2 separate regions of the Cyprinus carpio genome follow, and region 2 is linked to region 1. Evidence: chromatin contacts called from public Hi-C data. All regions are on one chromosome and are shown on one strand. Each heading gives the region's core, a stretch centred on a gene start, on an enhancer-like site or on the middle of the called end of the contact. The rest is flanking DNA. Distances are from core to core; before and after follow the strand shown.

Evidence for each region. Hi-C and Micro-C count contacts between places; a contact is called where the count stands out from the background.
Region 2: a Hi-C map of skeletal muscle shows a contact between it and region 1, with 4 times the contacts expected there. The contact joins the enhancer-like site here to the promoter of nfe2l1a in region 1. A contact is called at or near these places in 7 of 8 Hi-C or Micro-C datasets (liver, red blood cells and skeletal muscle).

What each region holds. Positions count from the first base shown.
Region 1 is chrB3:30,130,292-30,135,974 of ASM1834038v1, reverse strand. It overlaps nfe2l1a (endoplasmic reticulum membrane sensor NFE2L1a), which reads right to left and starts at 3,537. Exons shown (of 6, transcript XM_042720715.1): 1 at 3,172-3,537; 2 at 1,512-2,190. The coding sequence starts at 2,033. It overlaps LOC109063182 (coatomer subunit zeta-1-like), which reads left to right and starts at 4,418. Exons shown (of 10, transcript XM_042720713.1): 1 at 4,418-4,535. The coding sequence starts at 4,476.
Region 2 is chrB3:30,172,992-30,178,674 of ASM1834038v1, reverse strand. No RefSeq gene overlaps it. Among protein-coding and RNA genes, the nearest start is that of LOC122136581, 15 kb to the right of the region's middle. Within about 2 kb of position 2,349, at least 3 of the 8 cell types and tissues checked have an H3K27ac peak or open chromatin away from gene starts, as enhancers often do. A contact at or near this core is called in skeletal muscle, where this site is marked.

The sequences.
Region 1 (5,683 bases), core at 2,288-4,787:
CTTACTCCATAATAATACTTTACCCAGTAACTAAGTCATATGTGACCCTGGACCAATAAAAATGTCACATAGGGGTATGTCACTGGGGTATATTTGTAGAAATAGCCAAAAAACATTGTATGGGTCAAAATGAACGTTTATTCTTTTATGCCAAAAAAATCATCAGGATATTAGGATCATGTTCCATGAAGATATTTAGTAAATTTCCTACTGTAAATATATCAAAACTTAATTTTTGATTAGTAATATGTATTAAGAACTTCATTTGGACATCTTTAAAGGTGATTTTGATTTTTTTGCACCCTCAGATTCCAGATTTTCAAATAGTTGTATCTCGGCCAAATATTGCCCTATCCTAACAAAGCTTGTTTATTCAGCTTTCAGATGATGTATAAATCTCAGTTTCGAGAAATTGACCCTTATGACTGGTTTTGTGTTCCAGGGTCACATATCACCTGAAAACAGAGAGAAATATGCATAAATCTAGCACGATTTACAAACAAGTCCAAAACCGTTCTAAACAAATACGGCAGTTGAGAGGACAACAGAGGATGTACTTTTTCCACTGGAGGAAACATTAATGTGTATTATTGACTGGTATTTTAGCTGGAAGCAATGGTTTAAAGTTAAAACTGTTGGAATCTCATTCTGACGGCACCCATTCACTGCAGAGGATCCATTGGTGGGCAAGTGATGCAATGCTCAATTTCCCCAAATCATTTCTGATGAAGAAACAAACCCATCCACAACTTGGATGGCCTGAGTACATTTTCACCATATTTTCAATTTTGGGTGAACTATACACTTTGTCACTCGAGTGTTTTATATGTTCCTGATTTTTATTTGGAGTGTTTCTACTTATTCTTGAGTCCGAAAATCATTAGTTCCAGTTGTGTTTAAAATATAGAAACTTGTTTAACATGCTAGTATACAGGCCAGCGATCACGTCTTACCCCCATTACCCAGAATACTCTGGGTCTCATGAACCTCTCATGGTCATTAGAACAGAAAACAACATGCAACACTTAAGTAATGCATGGAGAGGAACTCCAGCCAAGCTGAAGTATCAGATGCTTGAAGTTGCTTAACACATGTGTTTGTCCTTCTAAATAACAAACCATTTGCATATCTGGACCAGATATGTCTGGTATACAGCCAGTTCTGTCTGAGCGTGTGTTTACAGAATTACAATTAGTGAAATGAGTTTGTTTGAATTGGTTAAGCTACTCATGTATTAACAACATTTGAATGAATGCATATCATGATGTATAGTGTATACATACTATAGTCTTCTTTAAAGTAGTTTTTTATTTTATTCTTGTTTTAGCTTTTTAGAAGCTTTAAAAAGCAAAAACTACAATGACAGTCAAATATCCTCGCATTGAGGGTGTTGCTAGCACCAACTTTCCTTCCTCAAATATTTACTTGAACTATTATGTAACAAACCAGAAAGCAGGTAATTGACAGAAATAGGAAACCTTTTTGAAGTTTTGACTGGCTTCACCGCTTACCTCTTTAATGGGTTCATCGTCGTCTGGATGGTCAAGGCTTCTTGGCATGTGACCCAAAGCTCCAAGGGTTTGATCCTCAGCCATGTCATAACCCACTTCTCCTCCACTTCCTAACCTCATGCTCAGCTCTGAGGGCTCCTCCACATCTTCAAGTCCTCCACCTTCCTCAAGGAGACCCACTTGAGCTGGAATGGAGACTCCATTGTCAGGCTCCCTGTGGACCAACCAGGCTTCAAGCTCCGCCGCTGGCACCTGCAGGCGGTCTAGGGAGCGAACCCAATTCAGAAGCCTGCGAGCTGTGAAGAACCCATCCAGATCTGCACTTTTAGGGTGCAGGTTATATCCATCCAGGATGTTTCCAAGATTATGGAATTGAGTCCGAGTTAGAGCTGAATTTGGGCCCAGAATGATTTCGCTAAAAGGGGGCAGGTAGGGATCCACGTCCACACGCATCCCAGCCAGACTGAGAAGAATATCTACTTGGATCAGGCCCTCTGTGAGGTACTTCTTTAGGTCCGGCATGGCCCAAACCAGTGCCAAGAGCAAAGAATGAGCCAAGTCAGTCTCAAATAGAGTATGAGCGTGTTTGTGTCGGTGTTTCCAGCTTTAGAATTTCAAAACTTTCTCCATGAAGAAAACTTTAGTTTTTTATTTTTTAGTAAATATTTCACACAAAATCCTGAAACAGAAGAGAAGAATGATATAAGAATGTAAGTTTCACACATTCTCAGTTAATGTGGCCTAGCATATAATGCTTTTATTTAAAGAGAGAGAGAGAGAGAGAGAGAGAGAGAGAGAGAGAGTGATAAAACACTTAGAATGTTTGTAAATGGAAATCATATTTTAGTTATAAAGGCTAATGAGAAGTACAATTGTTTACTGTACACTATAATATTTTCCGAAGTAAATAAAACAAATATTACTGTATTATGTTTTGCAAGAAAATAATATTCAAGTCTACTTCAAAATTGCATGTTTAATTCGGTGATAGGCTACTTGCTGCTTTTTGTAATTAACAGTAGTTAACTAACAATTTTCTAAGTTAAAATTCGTTCTACACCAGGTTTCTTAAGTTTAAAAGCGCGAAACATCATTGCATAATAATTATACTAAGTATTAAACGCATTATCGAGTTGCTGGTTTCTGATTGGTCAATACAGCGTTCCAGCTGTCAAAATTTCAAACATAGCCTAAATGCACAATTGTACGGTGGACACGCGAATCTTCTAGAACGTTCTGTTATCTTGAACACAACACTCAAGATCATAAACCGCAATCATCAACGCGTGACACTCCCGCTGACCCACTTTCTTTCCAAGTCACCCCAAAGCGTAACCAAAAAGTTTCTCATGAAATAAACACTAGTGTGTCAGGACGGCTAGAGTTGGGGTTTCTTAAGAAAAAAATGTAATGTTACCCCAAACGCGCACACGCACACACACACCCCTCACTCACACACACACCCCTCACACACACATTTACAGTTAACGTTACACTGATAAACTACAACTTAGGTTGCCTTGAACATTTTTAAGGGATAAATCTTTTCAACTGAACAGGATATAGAGAGCTATTAGATTCATAACAGCTCGAATATGCTATCTGTGTTCACAGTATCTGATGTTTATATTTATAAATGCTGTGGATGATGAAACATTACCTGGTTTGCGGATGAGAGGTCTCGCAGTCACTGGACAGACGATCTGATGCTGAATCACAGCTTCACATGCTCTGTAACAGCGCGCGAGTGTATTTATACTGCAGAAGAGAGCGGTGGAAAGTGTTGGTCTCCTCCCCGCAGGACGTCACGTCATGAGACTTTCGGCTGGAGTCAGTGTTTGGAAGAGATTGCAGATTTTCCCAATAACACATCAGATGTGTTTTCTAGAGCTTTCGTGTTTATCTTCGGCCACGGAATAACTGACAAGAATAAAATGATACCTACTCCGAACTATTTTGTTATCTACAGAGTGCATATAGGCTACAGATAGCTACTGGACGATGGCAAATTATGCAATGTGCGGTGATATTTAAAGGGACAGTTGACCCAAAAATACTTGTTCCAATCCTGTATAAGTTTATTTCTTCTGTTGAAAGCAAGAGAATATATTTTGAAGAATGTTAGTAAGCAAAATGTTAAAGGGATAGTTCACCTAGAAATTAAAATTTTGTTATTGCATGCATGTTGTTCCAAACCCATAAGACCCGCAAAACTTGTGATCCGAAGATGAACGAAGAACTTACGGGTTTGGAAAGATATGAGCGTGAGTAATTACAGAATTGTCATTTTGGGTGAACTATCCCTTTAATGGTAGCCATTCACAGTTTTGTCATACTGTGGAAGTCATTGGCTACCGTTAACTGTTTAGTTATCATCATTCTTCAAAAGAAACTCGTGCAGGTTTGGAAGAACTTAAGGGTGAGTAAATTATTTTATTTATTTATTTATTTTTGTAATTTTGGGTTAACAATTTAATTAAGGAGACAGGAGGAAATTATTTTCAGATTATTATTATTATTATTATTATTATTATTATTATTATTATTATTATGTGACATTTTAATGAGTGTATTTACAGTAAGTTGTGTTAAGCAAGCTTCGCCCCTGATCCCTGAACCTTTTCAGCTTTGCTGCCCCCTGTCGCGCTGGTAAGAAGTGACGTTACATAATTCAGTTGCTTACAGCAGCCGTTCATTATCTATTCATTGCATATCATTGCGTAATGAAACTTACTTGTGAAACGAGTTACTCATTAGAGCAAACAATATGACGCCCAAAATTGAATTCTCAAGACGAGCAGCAGAGCGTAAGCGAGCATGCGATGGAAGCCGCCATTGTGGCTCCTGTACAGCAGCGCTGCTGACGCAGAACGCTATGGTGGGTTTGAGCCAACATGGCGGCTCGAGGGCTGTAGTTGCAGACACGCCCCCTGTGAGTCAGAGGGCTTTAGGAGCGCTACTGTAATGACAGCTCAAAGCTGTCCACGTCAACACTGTGCTACCACCATGGACTCCGCGGCTCTGGTAGGATATGTGTGCCATTTAATCGCTGTTTTTAATTCCTTTACTCATTGTAAACGTTGAAATAGTAGATCGACTGGCTGTGGTAGCTTGTACGCAGTTTTTGTGTTTGACTCAATAGAAAAATATGTTCGACAGCAGCTGTTTACTCTTTATTCTAAGCCTTCGCCTGCTAAGTTGGAACAATATTTTATGAAACTAAACAGTTATGAACTACTGGAAATATGTCGTGTCTGTTATTATCAACGAAATTGTTGTTGCCAGAAACCGATCCGGTTTCTCTTTGCGAGCGAATGAAAATGTATGGGAGCAAGCCATAACATTATTATTAATATTATTTTCGATTATAAACGGATCATATATTGTAGTGCCTTTGTGATGTGATCTCGCTTCTCGTGCACTACGGGTTTGTTTATAATCATTTTCCACTTGTGGTCAGTGTGTTCTGAAAGTTTTTTTCCGTCTGCTCGTGGGAGATATGGGTTTTCCGAGTGGGACGTGGATGCCACGTCCTCGACGCGTCTCTGCAGGAGCGGAGCGCGTGATGGATTCCACAGGTGGACACTTGGAGGAGATCAGGGATATTGCTTGCCATGGATGTTTTAATACTCTTATGAGTTGCCCTATATGGACAACATCAGTACATACTGCAAATAATTAATACTGTAGCTGTAGAAAAATAGCGGCACCTCTGTTTGGCGGCGTTAGACTGTGAAATAAGTGCTTTTTATAGCTTTTGTTTTATGATTTCTTTAAGATTTTAAACACTATTTAAGACGAGGAATGACTTTCTATATTCACATATATATACACATATATACATTATGCTTTTTAAAATTTAATACACTGTATTGTGTCATCTCAAGTACTGAAAAGACTATATTGGAATCTATTTTTTTAATTTGTATTTAAAAAGGTGATGCTAACAGTGTAGTAAGTTTTACAGAAAATCCATGCATTACTATCCTTGTGAAAAATACAAGGCTTTGCACTGTTTACACATAATCTTAAGGCACACAAAAGGAACCCTTTCATGGAAGTTACCTTGGATGAAGATATGCTGCATATTTTATTGTTACGTATAACAGTTTATATGAGTGAAAGGTTCATTGGTAACACTTTCAATAGATGGATTTGCAGTGCAAAGTGTT
Region 2 (5,683 bases), core at 1,100-3,599, 44 kb before region 1:
CCAAACACTTTAATAATCTGAACAATTTCTTTAGGGTATATTATTATTATTATTATTATTAGCATTAGCATTAGTATTTTCCAGTACAACTATCTAAATATCCTAAAAACACAAATACTCAGTATATTTTAAGTAAATTTATCCTGTTTTAAAGACGTTTTCCACTAAAACTGATAAAGAAAATACTGACTAAAAGAGATGAATGGCTGTAATCAGTTTCATTGTTGGCTAAATCAATTCACTTGATTATTTTATTTTTTTATTATTATTATATTTTTTCTCTCATTACCAAACCTGAGCAGGTTGCAGTCACTGATAACTGTAAAAGCGAACTATATCAACAAGAACTGTAAAATATAAACTCATACATTAGCAGCGGTGGGCATTTTGATCTCCGTCAGAAGCCGTCATGAGTGATTTTCACTGTCTACATGCTCCTCTGAACTAGACTATCGAATCATAAACAGATCTAAAGGAAGACAGAGGGATCTAACCTCTGATACTCTGCGTGATTCAGCGTCCTGTCACTGCAAAGCACATCAACACAGTGTCAAAACAGCTGCATCTAAAATAAGTAAAAAAAAAACCTATAGAACATTACAGATGAAAAATATGCAAGAATACAAACACAAAAGCAGGTATTCGAGATGGAAGACGGGAGCAGGGAAGTGGAACGCTGACCTCTGACCCCTGAATCGCAGCAAGAAAGCGATAGATAAAGAAGTTGTGTTTGATGTGTTCGCGCAGTACAGTGCCAGCTTTGGCTTTCTGCAGAAGAAAGAATGTTAAAGACTTCAGCACACATGGGCTACGGATATATTACACCTCGGCTCACAGCGGGAGAACGGGAGGAAGAGCGAGACGGACAGAGCGAGAGGTGAGGGGGCAGAAATAAAGCAAAAGAAAAGAAGATATTGTCAAGAGGACGAGATGGAGAAGAGAAAAGAGTGGAACGTTATGAGGAGGATGGTTTAAATTGAGATGAAAGGCTCTGCGGAACAGAAGAACGCTGCTTCCCTCTGTGCCGCACTTATCACGGCCCTTCCACACGCAGGTCTCTCAGGTCACGGATCTGTTACAGTGTCTGGGAACACTTCTGCTTTCTTCACAGGAGGTGACAGTTTGGAATCCCAGATAGGGCGCCCTCTGCTGGGCACACATTTCCTTTCATCTACAGGTACAATAACATATCTTGTTGAAAAAAATATGAGAGCATTAATGAATAAAGGTACGATTTTATATATATTACAAAAAAACAAACAAACACTTAATTCACAAGTAAATAAACAAGAATGTTTAAATACAAAGGCATACTTGTTCTATATGCAATAAATTTTATATTTATGTCATAAATTCAAGGCAAGAAAGATTTAGCGAAATTTACACTTTGCTAATATTCTGCAAATATATCGATGACCTTTAATATTAAAAATCAAGATTTTAGGTTTTAATCTACAGGGTTTTGTGATAAATAAGAATGTCTTGGATGATAAAGTTAAGTACCAAAATGCTATCCTTGTGCCTAGGTGTTTTTTTCTTGTTGTTGTTGTTGTTTTGTTTTTTTAATCATGAATAAAGGCATTTTACTCCATCTAATTAAAGCCTTTTCATAAAAAGGTCAAAATATGTGATTTTTCCTTTTCGACTTAATTAGCCTACTTATTTATAAAAATTAAAATCACAAACTTGAAGATTTGTCTAATATATTTGACAACATTAAGAATATTACAAGAATTGGAAAATATTCCTGTTATTGAGATTTAATTTAAATGATTTAAATGAGAATTTAATATATTCATTGAAGAAGAAAAAAACGTTTGTCTGAATTATAGATGTGTACAAAAATACTTTTAGATGTCATTTAGATTTCAAATGTATTTTTGAAAAACATATGACTGAACGGGCATTAGTATTTTATTACATAAGCACAAGTGTATATTTTAGATTTTACAAAAATTTGAATCATCTTTTTGCTTTCACTAGTTAATTAAACAAATCATGCGGTGACAAGTGTTTAGAAATACTGTAGGCCTACACAATTCCCAAACATTTTAAGTTCATTAAAAACAGTATATTCAATAACTGCAAATAATTTAGAAAAATGTTATGTTAAATATCACATATATGTGTTAAAAAAAAAAAAAAAAAAAAAAAAAAAAAACTCCAAATTCCCAGCACTTCTTTATACTGCGTTCACTCCTCTTTAACAAAGCCATAAAACGCTACATTTGACTAAAAGGCCAGAGTTACTCTCAGGCGCCATCTGGCGGCGAGAGAGGTACTGCAGCTGCCACTCTCCGCCTCAGCGGTAAATAAAGCTGGCCGCGGTGGACAGGCAGGAGGGGTTTTCTATTTCACGCTATGAACGGCTGTATGGACACATCTGACAAGCAGATGCTCTAGGCGGGATTACATTCCTCTGCCTCGATGATGGTGTATCGATTTTTATTTCCCCAACAGACAGTGCAGATAACTCAACGTTAGCCGACTCTGCATCAGGGAATAATCCATTCCAAGAGTTTGTGGAAATCAGAAGCATGTACCGCTAAAATATTTCATTTTTTTCCCTGTCCACTATTTGAAATCATCTCATTACAATAAAGTGCCATATAATGTACAAAGACGCCACGTTTACAAGAAAGCATCTTATTTCGAGAGAAACCTGACGCTAAGTGTATAAATATCATCAAATTCATTGTTTAATGTTGTCCATGTAGCATAACTTGAACCTCACGTGCGTCGTCAAACCATGGTTTGTGTGTTTTTGCGTTACCTCGTGTTTCTTCGAAGCTGAGAGGGCACATGTACTTTCACGGTTGTGTTCAGTAAATGAGCTGTTTGGTTTTCTACCGGTAGATGGCAAAATAACACAACTTTTCACCAGTTTGACGACATTATTCCCGACACAAGGGGGCAAGAGAGAAAGAAAAGTAGCCAAACAGTGGTTCTCAGCATTTTTGACTCCCCGTTGTCCACAAAAACAGTTTACTGGACTGAAGCAACTTAGCTTTACTTGATTATCCAGACATAGGCCTAATATTTGAGTAGAATCACACAAAAAAATAATCAAATATGATACACTCGTCTTTTATAATTGTCATTATTGTAGCATCACATTACATATACATAAACTACACAACTAGTAACATTTAAATGTCATTTTGATCATACGGATTTACATTACAAGCTCAGAATTTTAGCTTACTTTTTTTGGTCATATAAATAACAACATCCACACCAAATTACATATTTTAGATTCCTGATGTATCAAATATGTTTATATATATATATATATATATATATATATATATATATGTTTTTATATATATATATATATATATATATATATATATAGTTTAATAAACTATTGCAGACTTTCTGACTTTCTTATTGTGCTCAGAGCTAAAATAAAACAAAAAGGAGAACGTTCCTTTGCCGTTGTGGGCACTAAACTCTGGAACAGTCTTCCAGCCCATATTACATTACAGATCTTTACTTTTAAAACACATTTTCCATTGCTTTTAATGTCCCCTGATGTTTAAATTGCACTTGATTTCTGTTGGTTTCTATTTTTTTTTTTTTTTTTTTTTGATATATATATATATATATATATATATATATATATATATATAAATATATATATATATATATATATATATATATAGTCTGTGATTTTATCTTTTTACCTCTTTATTCTTTTAGTTGATGCTGTAAAGCACACTGGTCAGCTGTCACTGTTTTAATTGTGCTATATAAATAAAATACATTTTAACTTGAACTTGATACTTACTGATTTTTATATCAGGCTGATTTCCTATCTCCACGTGAGCCAGGCTGTGGTTTTGTCATCACTGCAGATCCCTCTTGCGTCTTGAGTCCCTATATACAGATCAACAGTTGTGATGGATTCAGTAAAATTGTAGGTTGCATGGTTATGAGTGTCAACTGCTGCAATGATGCAGAAAGCTGGACAGTATCAACAAGAAATGCATGAACATTTCAGGAAACACTGACAGAATTGAAACTATTCTCTTTACCCTGCCTGACAAATAGGTTATGAATGTGTAACTTTGCCTGCCACAGTATTATTGCTAGAGTTTGATTTCTGTTGTTTATGTACAGTAAGTATGCCTTTTGAAAATGAGTAAGATGCTTTACAATGTTGTACAAATTCAATATTTGTATTACTTGTGACCTTAAAATATGAGGAAGTTACTGAAATCCACTGATTTTAATACTGACAAATTAGACAAGATATAATGATATAATAAAGCAAAACAATATGCACAATAATGTGAAATACATTCCATAAGTCATTTTCAGTCTAGTTAATTTGGAGTACTGGAGTGCTACTTCATTAATTCATGCTTTAATTTGATTTCAAATCATCTTTAACATTGACATATGTAAACTGTTCAATTTTTTATTTTTGAAAGAAATTAATACTTTTATTCATCGAGGATGCATTAAATTGATTAAACGTAACAAAGCGTAAAAACATAAATGTTAGAACCTAACAACAACAACAACAACAAAAATGCTGTTCTTTTGAAACTGTTATTTATTAAAGAATCCTGAGTCATTATAAATTGTGATAACGTTTAATATATTTTCATACACTTATACAAAATATAGGAGATATTTCATATATGACTGTTTTTACTGTATTTTATGATCAAATAAATGATCGATTTTTGTCATTTAAAAACAAAAATCTCACTGGCCCCAAACTTTTGAACAGTATATTGTATGCAGTGGGGCCCTAAAGTATTTGGGAACTTACTAAGTCTCATTTGACGTATAAATGTCAATGGTTGTCAAGCTTGGAGGGACAAGTGTGAATTTGAGCAGTTGGTAAAAAGTGATTGCAAAATGGCTCAGAAAAGTGAAGTTGGTTCTCAGAAAAAGGAGGTCTATCTACACAGACATTCTTAGCATGGTCTAAGCTAAGCATATAAATATTTTAAGGCCATTGCTGCAGTCCATACCTCACCAGCACATAGGCCCTATGCCACAAAAAAGGTACACCAAATGATGTCACTGAGATACTCTAAGTTGGCAAGAAATAAAAAGGGATCTTTAGCAGCAAAGTTTTTGATAAGATTATAAAAAGAATAAAATATTTATACATTCAGATAAGTCATTAGTTATTATCATACATTAAAAGTAAGTTACATTATTTACCATTAATGTATCTGATTTCTTATTAGCAGAATCTGGATTGTCAGCCAGTGCCACAAAACCCCAGTATGTACTGACAGACGTTTTTGAGTTTGTAAAAGTTTTTGGAGAGAAAGGACAGAAGCAGAATTATAATTTCATATCCCAACCCTTGCAGACGTTGCATGAGACAACAGAAATATCACCCTCTGTTTGTGGATGGTGGGGCTGGTTTGTTTGAGTAATGAGGTAATTAACTCAATCACGACACTCTGAGAGATGATTAATTTTGTTAATGCTTCTCCTTTGTTCTCCACTCATTTCTGAGCAAGTCTTTTTCCTCTACATTAACCCGACATGCGTGCATGTGCACACATGTACTCGTGTCTCGACAAATCCCTTCTGCATCAATTGCTCAGTTTCACCAGCTCTAGGAAGAGTCCTGATTTTTCCAAACTTCTTCCAGGGTAATAGAGACAACATCCTTCTGTGAACTTTCAATGCTGCAGATTTTTTTCTGAAC